Linked DNA regions of Gossypium hirsutum: all the other regions are linked to region 1. A link is a contact called in public Hi-C data. All regions are on one chromosome and are shown on one strand. The core of a region is the stretch at or near the end of the contact, and the rest is flanking DNA. Distances in the headings are between cores, read along the strand shown. Region 1 holds the start of LOC107912925 (cationic amino acid transporter 8, vacuolar). Region 2 has its middle 29 kb from the start of LOC107911335. Region 3 holds the start of LOC107912931 (probable glutathione S-transferase).

Region 1 (3,592 bases), core at 1,030-3,529:
TAGAGCATAGTCATCACAGATTCAAAGCGCCAAGTCTAATGACATATTATTTAATAAAACACCATTCCGTGAAACATGGTCATAATGGGTTAACCTGCATGAGATTAGTATAGCTACAGCAGCACCTGTTGAAACTTTTGTCTGAATAGCTACATCCGATGGTCTTAATACTGTAGTGATCACAAGAAAACTAAACCTACAACAATGTATTAAGTCATGTAAGATCAGGTATTCATTGAGAGAGAGAGAGGGATCCATTGCAATTAATCTAGAAAGCATTATGATGGGAGAGTAACAGGTTCCCCAATTGAATGGGCAAGCAATAGAAATCCTAATTGGCAGAGTGCTTTTTAAATATATACTTGCAGTTTTGGAAACATTATGGATGGAGAATAGACAGAGTTGAGTAAAAGAAAACAAGAAAGCGTGAAAAAAGTGCTGAAATGAAAGCGGTATATTACACCAGAAATTTATATAAACTAGTAAAAAATCTGTCCCACTCACTACTGCATTAATTGTCCTTCAGGTTACAGCTTTATTTACCCTCTTCAGTTTTAGGCACTTAATTCATTTTGGTGAGCCACATCATAAGTGGCATGAAGACCTACAAGCAGGTAGTACACTATCATTACTGCACTGCAAATGATAAACCTCAAAATTGCTGTAAGACCCAAAGATCCTATGAGAAACAAGTTCATCACAATTGACAAAGATGGCAACCAAGGAACAAGTGGAACTCCCCAGACCTTTGGAACACGCTGCTTGGAAAGAAATGCCATTCCCAAAGTCCCGAAGAACCATAGCAATCCAGCCGTAGTGTACCCAAGCCATCCTCTCTCATTTGAATTCCAAAGTGCTGAAACTCCAATTGAGGAACCAATAGTAATGAATAAGCATATAAGAAATTTTACCAAATCATTCTTCGGAGTAACATCTTTCACATAATATCGTCTCACAAGCAATGCAACAGCTATTAGCATAAAAATGAAGAGTGTGCTGAAAGACAAAACACTTGACAAAACATCTAAACTAGAGAACAATGCAACAATAGCACTAATCAGAGTCACCAGCAGGGTAGCATATACAGGAGTTCCAGTTTTGGGATGAATCAAAGCGAAAAAAGGAGGAATCATATGAGCTCTAGCAATCTGAGTTGTGTATCGAGCTTGCCCAAGAGATCCAACCAACAAGCTTGTTGTCATTCCCTTAAGTGCACATATGCTAACCAAATACTTGGCCCAATTCATCCCAATTTGTTCAAAAACAACAGAATATGCAGCATTTACATCAATCTCAGTATACTTCACCATCATGGTCAATGCTAAAGCCATCAAGCAATAAACCACCGTAATTCCAGACATGGAACCAACCAACCCAATTGGTATATCCCTAGAGGGTTTCTTAGTCTCCTCAGCCATATTTGCCACCATATCAAAACCTGTATAAGACCAATAAACCACAGCAGCGGCCCTGAAAACCCCTTCTACCCCATAAGGAAAAAACGGTTCCAGATTCGAAGTTTTTGCATGAATAAACCCGAAAACTATAACAAAGACAATCACCGCACCACTAACCAAAGAAGCAATCCAATTCAACCAAGACGTCCTCTTAGTTCCGCTCATTGCTATCCCATTAGCAACCAAAAGTACCACAACAGCAAGTGGATCTAAAAGGTTAAATCCTACAGGCAAAGAATCAACCTTAATTCTCAAAAAGTCTGAATCATTCTTAATCATACTAGCAAAATAAGAAGACCATGATCTTCCTAATCCTGCAGCTCCGACTAAAGCTTCTAAAAGAATATTACCAGCAGCTATAAATGCAACGAAATCACCTAGTTCAACACGAAGATACGAAAACGAACCACCAGCTACAGGAATCTCGGCTGCAAATTCAGTGTAACAAAAAACAGATAGCAATGCTGAAAGCCCAGATATAGCATAGGACAAAACAATAGCTGGACCTGCATTATTGTGAGCTTCTTGACCTGTTATGACAAATATGCCAGAACCAACAACAGAGCCAAAGCCGAGCCAAATGAGGTCCCACCAGGTTAGACATTTTTGCATGGGGTTTTCACTTACTTTTTGAAGGGTTACAAGCTCGTCGGTGGAGGAGGAACGTGCTAAGAGACGGTCACTGAGACGAGGACAGGTTTGGGAAAGTGCTGTTTTGTAAGATGACAAGGTTTGAAACGAGGTTTCTGGGAAGAAGTCCGTTTTGCTCCATCTCCAGTAGCTTCTTTTAGTTGTTGAAGAAATTGGTTTTTCCTTAGCCATGGAGATTCAAATACCCAAAAAAGAATCGACAGAAATAAATGATAACAGATTGAACTGGAGGTACGGACAAGAGGTGATCTGAGAACCGGAAAGAATACGGATGTGATAATATGGGAAGTGCTGAATTTGTGATATATGATAACAAGAGATTCACTATAATCAGGAATCGGATTAACGATTACTACACAAAGATTTCGTTCGCACATGTCGTAAAGGAAATCAGGTATACGCTACTGTACACGTATCTATCATAATTGGGCAGATAATATGTCATTTTCAAGTGGGAACACAGTAATTTTTTTTTATCATTTTGAGACTAGATTGAGAGTTCAGAATAAATTTGCGAAGTAACCTAAGGTTGCTGTTTCTTGATATCAAGATATATGTAAACCCATCTCACTAACATGTTGACATGCTTTACTAAGGATAGTGTTCATAAGCTGACAGTGCATGAAATTACAACCCAAACACCCAATTATTTACCATCACGAAGCTTGGCAAAATCAAGTTGTAAAAGCCCTCACAAAGAGGCAATTGCATTGAATCTCCTTAAACATATTCCAACTAGCTCCTAACATTTTCCTTTAGAAAAAAAAAACACAAACAACGATATGAAGCGGCAAATGTTGTATTTATAGCAAGAGCAAAAACCCTTGGACCATCCATCCTTCCTGTTAGTTCTGCTGTTTGCCCTTCACAAGGAAATGATAGGTATAGAGTGGAGAGGTTCAGTTTCAAGGTATAATCTCCAAACAAGCTATGCTTCTTCCACAGTTACTCCGGGAAAGGGTTGATCCCAATCAGTTGATCACAATCAATTCTCAGTCAGGCCTCTCACAAGCACCATATCAACACTTTAATATTACAATTTGCAATTATGATGCTAGAAGTAGCTTTTGAGAGAAATGAGATGGAGAGTTTGGGAAATCATAAGTATACGAGTAGGCATCATTTCAGCCTTATACGATCCTCTCATAGAAAAGTAGGCTTGCTTCTGCAGCTAAAACATCCTTCTCTGAGACACTACATACTTGAGAATCTGAAATGCAGAACCACTTGGTTGTAGCGGGCTCGGAGTATTCATCAGAATCTTCCTCATCAGATTTAGTTCTCATACTTCTGTAAACAGTGTAATGCCCACCTCCAGGTCTCCCAAAGTGCTCCACAACTGAAGCAAGTCGGTATGATTTAGTTTCTGAAGGAGGTAACTTGCTGGTCAAGCTTATCTGCATAAAAATACACATCCAATATAGACAGCCGTCAGCCCTCACTCAATCATGAATCCCAAATCTAATGTGTAGCATATAGTAAGA
Region 2 (3,763 bases), core at 1,234-3,733, 330 kb before region 1:
TCAAAACTTTAAGGTCTTAATCTCAGGATTTTGAATGCCTATTGAGAAATCTAAAATGAGATTTGAAAAAAGGCAAAGATAAGCCATTTAGTGAGACGGTTGGCTGAAGAAGGCCATGAAAGGTGGTGACTAGAGTTAAGAGAAAAAAAGAAAAGAGAAAAAAAGAAGAAAAAAGGGACAACAACAAACTGGATGGTAGCTCCACATTAGAGGAACAAAACAACCATAACTAGGGTATCTTTAGAGGTGTGCATGGGCCGAGTTGGGCCCAACTAAAAATTTAGGCCCGTTTACTAAGCTCGGGCCTGGCCCGACTCGAAAAATGGGCTTAAAATTTTGCCCAAGCCCAACCCGAATAAAAATGTTAAAACTCCAGCCCGACCCTTCCTACCCATATTAATTTTTATTTTTTTATATAATTTTAAAATATATATAAACCATAAAAAATACTAAAAACATCAAATAAATATTTCTCAACAAATTAAAAATAAATTTTAAAAAATATGTATACTTAAATAACACTAAAATAAATACAACTTAACAAGCAAATATTCTAAAATAATAACAAAATTAACAAATGTCTTTAAAATAATAAAAAATTAATAATAAAATAAGTTTTATACAATATCTAAATAATAACAACATAATAGTATCAACATAATAGTAAAATAGTAGCAAAATAAAGAGAAAATAATAAAAAAATAATATTAAAAAAGTTATCATGTAGTGAATTCAGGCCGGACAGAGCCGAGCCCTGGCCAAAAATGCTTTACCCGAAACCTAACTTATTTTTTAAATGGACCTTATTTTTTTGCCCAAGCCCATTTTTCGGGCCTATATTTTTGTCCAAATCCTCCCACATTTCGAGCGAGCCTCCAGCCCGACCAAGCCCATGCACACCTCTAGGTATCTTTATTTCTTCTCTTATTCTTCTCTTTATTTTTCTTTTCTTAAATTAGGATTATTTAAACAACAATTAGAATGCTAACGTAGTCAATTAAATAACATATCAACTTTCCATTTCGTCTGTAATAGAAAATAATTAAAAAAATTAATTTATTATTTTTTAAAAATTAAATGACTAAATTGAAATTACATTAAAGTTAAGAGTATAATTTACCCTCTTCTTTATAAGAGTAAGTGTATAGGACTGATTACTTTTTTATTTAAAAACTCCATACTGCAAATGACAAGTCCCAAACCATCTAAGCGATTGAAAGAGGAAAAATAGAAGAACTGTCAACAGGGCAGGCATAACATAAATGTCCCCATTTTATTTAAAATCATAAACAACGGCTGGGATTACACAATTCCGAAATGTTTCTTCATCTGGAGGATAAAATCATAGACTTTTTGTTGGTCAGGAAGGGACTTGAATACACTCTCCTTTTGCATGCACCTTTTAGCCCATGCTATTAGTTTGGGACACTCTGCTTCAATGCTGAAGTTCCCACACTTCTCATAAGCATAAAACCAGCGATAAAACGGAATGAATGCAACATCCACATATCCAAAACTTTCTCCTCCAAAGTAAGGCTTGTCCCCAAGCTCCTTTTCTATCAGCTTCAGGCTTTCTATGAATTCTTTCTTTGCTGTTGCTTGCTCTTCTCCCTTTGTCTTCCATACTCTGCTCCCCAGGTCATATATCTGCATTTCATTTAACATTATTTTAGGCACAATACTTTGCTCTCCTATTTATGTAAACAGTTCCAAAAGGGAAAAAAAAGAACGTACCTTCTTGTCAATATAATCAGCCCAGAATCTAGCAGTAGCTTTTTGGTAAGGGTCAGAAGGGAGCAAAGGAGCTTTGTCATGCCATACCTCATCGATGTACTGAACCTGAATGAGCGACTCACAAACAGGTTTACCGTTATGGATAAGGACAGGGATTTTCTTATGAACAGGGTTCATCTACAGCAGTAAAGCACTCTTGTTCCTCAAGTGTTCTTCCTTGTATTCGTACTTAATCCCTTTCTCAGCCAAAGCAATCCTGGATCTCATCCCAAACGAACTTGGCCAGAAATCCAGCAATACTACTTCCTCTGCCATTCTTTTGATCTAAAGATTCAAATACTAAAACTAAAATCTTGGGTTTGTTCTTTTCTCTCTCTGATTCTGAACTGAAGGCGTATAAGTATGTATAATTATAGGCAAAAAAAGGGTAAGAGTCGGTAGCTTTTTCTCTGTCTTTCCTGACATAATCACATAAATCAATGAATCTGGAGATAGAGAAAAGGAAATTCTCTTTTCTCCAAAACTCCCGATATTTTCATTTTTCTAAAAGTTTATTTCCGGCGATAAACCTGTATTTTATAGTTTTTTCGTTATAAGTAAAAAAGATAAACGTGTATTTCCGGATCTTCTCTCTCGAAAACTCCGGATATTTTCGTTTTGCTGATATCCAGTTACTATTTACATTCCATGGGCTTGGCTCATCCTTTTGAATAATGATTATTATTATTCCAGGGCCTTCTAATCTATAAAGAGAATAGTATCCCATTCCTTACATCAGTAGTGATTGTTTTAATATGAAGCAGGGGTTGCCCTTATGCAATTGCATGCGTCGTCATCTACTACTGGAGTTCATAGTTTTTGACCAAAAAAGAAAAATAGAGCTCATAGTCCCATTAGGCTTTTTTACCAAATAATATTATAATGACAATTTATTATTCAAATAATCATGAGACATCATGATATATGTTTTGAATGTGGAGATAGGGGTGTTCAATTGGTTAACTGATCGGTTAATTCACTTGAAATAATATTAATCGAATTAATTGACTTTTCAAAAGTTTAATCGTTAATTGAATTGAAATTTTTTCATAAAAATTAACCGAACCGAAATTCGGTTAATTCGGTCGGTTAATCGAATTACTAAAAATTATATATTTTTTTAATTTTTGGTTAAAATAAGTATAAAATTAACCGGATTAATCAAATTAACCGAATTATCTGAATTACCCAAATTACCCGAATTACTCAAATTAACCGAATTATTTGTATAAAATTATATGTTTTTTATTTTTATTTTTAGTCTTAGATTTTTATTTTTATTTATTAAATTATTTGTAATTTTTATGATTGGGTTGGGTAATTGGGTTGGGTTGGGTAGTTGGGTTAATATATATTAGATTGGGTATTTGGGTTTATGTTGGATTGAGTTTGAGTGAATAGTGGGCTATTTATATCGAAAAAATTCGGTTAACCGATCGATTTCGAACCGAATTAACCGTTAACAGAAAACTCAAAAAATTATTAACCGACCCCCGACTGAATTAATTCGGTTAACCGACCGATTAACCGAATTCGGTCAGTTAACTGAATTTTTTCGGTTTTACCCGAATTTTGCACACCCCTATGTGGAGATTAGGGTTTTTTTACCTAAATAATAATAATAATAATAATAATTGAAATAGTATGCCTATTAGATTATTTATCAAAACAGTATAGTTTTATTGGTGTCGTCTGTCAAATTGACGATACCGAATTAAAATGTAATGATCTAAAGTATTCAGACACCTGATATGCAATTTTTTCATTTTGAGTGGCTGCTGAAAGAAAAAGTGAAAGAGTGCCCTCACAGTGTGGCAGCAATAAATTTTAAATGTGGCTAATTGCCTTATAAGTCCTCTTTATTTTTTATTTTCTTTTTATTCTCTTTCAACTCACTATATTGTGTTTAAACAAGTCGTTAACTTATTTTTGTAGTTAAATAAACACTTAAATTATGATTTTTACTTATAAAATTCATTTATTTTAATAT
Region 3 (3,560 bases), core at 204-2,703, 380 kb before region 1:
CATCTTGGGACACTCTGCTTCAATGCTGAAGTCCCCACACTTCTCATAAGCATAAAACCAGGTATAAAATGGAACTAATGCAACATCCACATATCCAAGACTTTCTCCTCCAAAGTAAGTCTTGTCTCCAAGCTCTCCTTCCAACAGCTTCAGGCACTCAATAAATTCTTTCTTTGCATTTGCTTGTTCTTCTCCCTTTGTCTTCCATATTTTGCTCCCCAGGTCATATATCTGCACTTCACATTACAATATTGGAGAATTAGAGTTCTATTCAGTCAGTAATAATTTCCACATTTATTTTTAGTTTCATCTCTCCCTCAACATGAAAAACATATAATGACATGAATATGAATAATCATAGAACATCAAGAAAATGTTTTTGTTCTCCCTGCATAGCTAAAGAATTCAAACAGTAATCATGGTCATAAATTATCATCATTGATAATTAGATCTAGTTGTGGATAGTGAAAAAGTTGCAATAATTGCAACTAGAATAGGTTGAAAGTGAGTAAGCAAGCCAATATCATCTAGAATATTAAAATAATGGACTTAGTTGTGGATGAGCTGTAAGCATAACATTTGCAACCAATAAAATCAAGCTTTCTAAATTGGTTAAGTTCAACTTACACATTCAGAACAAATGAAAAATGGAAGTATCTCTATAGTTGTGTTAGTGTAACCCAATATCACTTATTGAAAAAATACTGTTCATCTCAATTTGAGTCCATTAGATTTCCTTCACTTATCCCAAATGTTTCAATCATAAGAGAAGGGTTGAGTTTAACCTATATAGTAGTGGTATAATAAAATCCTATAGATTAAGCAATTCCTGCCACTCTGTTGCCGTCCTATTTGCAGCCCAGAACCACCCCCCTCCCCAAAATGGAAACTAAATCAAAACATAATCTAAAATCAAGTCAGCCCATTGAACAATCATAGCAGAAACGTAGAGACTTAAACGAGTAAAAGAAAGCACCTTCTTGTCAACGAAATCAACCCAGAATCTGGCAACAGCTCTTTGATAAGGATCAGAAGGGATCAAAGGAGCTTTATCATGCCAGACCTCATCAATATACTGAACCTGAATGACAGACTCACAAACGGGTTTACCATTATGGATAAGAACAGGGATTTTCTTGTGAACAGGGTTCATCTGCAGCAACAAATCACTCTTGTTCCTCAAATCTTCTTCTCTGTACTCGTATGGTATCCCTTTCTCAGCCAAAGCAATCCTGGATCTCATCCCAAATGGACTTGGCCAGAAATCCAACAATACTAATTCCCCTGCCATTCTTGTAATCTAAACTATTCAAATACTCAAATCGATACTAAATTTATAATCTTGGGTTTCTTTTGGATTTTACTTGTTTTTCTCTGATTCTGAAGGGGGAGTCAGAGTATATTTATAGGAGGGTTGGTAGGTTTTTCTATGATATTTCTTTTATTCAATTTTTCTGTGACTTCAATGTTTTGAAGTAACTCATCTTTATTTATTTTAAAAATGAGAAATTAAAATAATTAATCATGAAATTCATATCTTTTTTAATTATACATAATTTTGATTAATATAACAATAAATATAATCTTTAATATTTACATATTTTATCATTTTGGCCTTAATTTTAAAAAGTTTAACATAATTTAGCCTCAGCATAAATAAATTTATTAAATTAAGACCAAATTGATAGAATATATAAACTTTGAAGGCTAAATGTATTATTATACTAATCAAAATAATGTACAATTAATAAAAAATTTAAAATTATAATTAATTATCTTTAATTGCTTATTTTTAAAATTAAAAAATATTAAATTACTCTAATTTTTTTTAAAGAAACCAATTTATTAAATTTCAAATTTGAAAAAATTTGAGAAGATTTTTTTGCCTAACTAACCTAAATAATGATCAAAATATGGTTTAGGTGAAAGAAAATTATTTAATACTATATTTATTGAAAAGGGAGTGGAATTTTTTTTAGTAAAATTTAATGTTTAAATTCATTGAATCACGAATTAAATCGAATTTTTAAATAAAAGGTAAAAAAATAAAAATATTTTTATAATAATACATTGTATTGTGTAATATATTTTAATAATTTTTTTATATAAATTGGAGTTTGGTTGACTGTATTATTAATTATATCATAAATTTAATACAAATTAAAAATTTTATCACACGACTTATATATGTGAAATTATTTATGACACTAGTTTAATCAATAACATTATTCATATATATATATATAATTTTAGAATTATAAATATATTTATAGAAGTTTCAAATGAAAACTAAAAAATAGGTTTAGTTTAAATGATAAATAAAAAAGTTTAATATGCATAGTGTCTTTTGGTTCAAATTTTACTACGAATAATTTTTTATTTATTTATAAAAAGATAAAAAATATTTTCATAGTTATATAATTTATTTTGTAAATAAAAATATTTTTGAGTAATTTCTTTTAACTCAGTTGATGAGTGAAATTAATTCAATAAAATAATTAATAAGTAGTATATATATATATTGGAAATCAATCAATAAAAGAAAAATAATATGTATCTCAAAAACTCTAAATTATGTGATTTCAGTCTAGGTTTATTTATAAGTTTTATTAGGGTGGGTTTGGTTAGATTAGGTTTATGTTAGTGACGAATTCAATGAGGTTAGTAAGGAATCCAGTTCTCAATGAAGTTTTTTTTATTTAGATTTTTAATATTTTAAATGAAATTTATAATATTTTAAATTAATAATTATAAAATTATATTTTAACTCTTTAAAAATAATAAAAATTTATTTTAATCTTTCAAAAATTATAAATATATAAAATATTAAAATAATAAATTTATATTTTTATTATTATAAAAGTTTCAAGATTTATTTCTAGCTCTTTGTTTACTTCCGGTAGTTACTTTATAGTAAACATATAATATGAATAATTACAGGTAGTACGTCCATTTCATGTTCTAACGTTGGATGCTTTATTTATTTATTTATTATTCGATATTGGACGCTTTATTGACAACAATCTTTAATAATTATTACAAGGATAATAATAATTCTAGGACCTTCCATAGAGCGAGTAGTATATGCCATTCCTTACGTCTGTAGCGTGCGTCTGGTGGTGATTGCTTGAAGCTAAAGTACGGCCTGCTCTTGTCTTTTTAGCCACAAATTACATTGTGAGTCACATCATTATAATTAAGTGTTTCTTATCCAACTATTAAAATTTATGAATTCGTTTAATTATTTATTTATTATATTTTTATAGTATACTTATTAATTCCTTAATCACATTTGAGAAGTTTAAAAACTCTATTAATAATATACTAAATATTTTTCCATATAATAATATAATGTGGTATAATATAATATAAACTATATGATATGATATAATAGTTGAATTAACAAAACATTTTCATTCAAAATAACATTTAGAACCGACTAAGTCTTAACTCGATTGGCATTAATATTATTGTTTATGCAGGAGGATATGTGTTTGAGCGTGCTGAAACGCATTTATCTTCCTATTATAGGGTGGGGAGAGACTATAAATAGTTCTATA

The links. A called contact is a pair of places that touch in the nucleus more often than the background predicts.
Region 2: a contact with region 1 is called in a Hi-C map of leaf, with 1.7 times the contacts expected there. The contact joins the enhancer-like site here to the promoter of LOC107912925 in region 1. A contact is called at or near these places in 3 of 34 Hi-C or Micro-C datasets (hypocotyl and leaf).
Region 3: a contact with region 1 is called in a Hi-C map of callus, with 1.8 times the contacts expected there. The contact joins the promoter of LOC107912931 here to the promoter of LOC107912925 in region 1. A contact is called at or near these places in 2 of 34 Hi-C or Micro-C datasets (callus and leaf).

Annotation. Positions count from the first base shown.
Region 1 is chrA13:98,531,033-98,534,624 of Gossypium_hirsutum_v2.1, reverse strand. LOC107912925 (cationic amino acid transporter 8, vacuolar) reads right to left here and starts at 2,279. Exons shown (of 1, transcript XM_016841316.2): 1 at 326-2,279. The coding sequence starts at 2,279. The coding sequence ends at 555. LOC107912924 (ubiquitin carboxyl-terminal hydrolase 27) reads right to left here. Exons shown (of 11, transcript XM_016841315.2): 11 at 440-3,505. The coding sequence ends at 3,239.
Region 2 is chrA13:98,862,156-98,865,918 of Gossypium_hirsutum_v2.1, reverse strand. It overlaps the pseudogene LOC107911336. Among protein-coding and RNA genes, the nearest start is that of LOC107911335, 29 kb to the right of the region's middle. Within about 2 kb of position 2,483, at least 7 of the 9 cell types and tissues checked have an H3K27ac peak or open chromatin away from gene starts, as enhancers often do. A contact at or near this core is called in hypocotyl and leaf, where this site is marked.
Region 3 is chrA13:98,912,768-98,916,327 of Gossypium_hirsutum_v2.1, reverse strand. LOC107912931 (probable glutathione S-transferase) reads right to left here and starts at 1,453. Exons shown (of 2, transcript XM_016841321.2): 1 at 977-1,453; 2 at 1-231. The coding sequence starts at 1,291.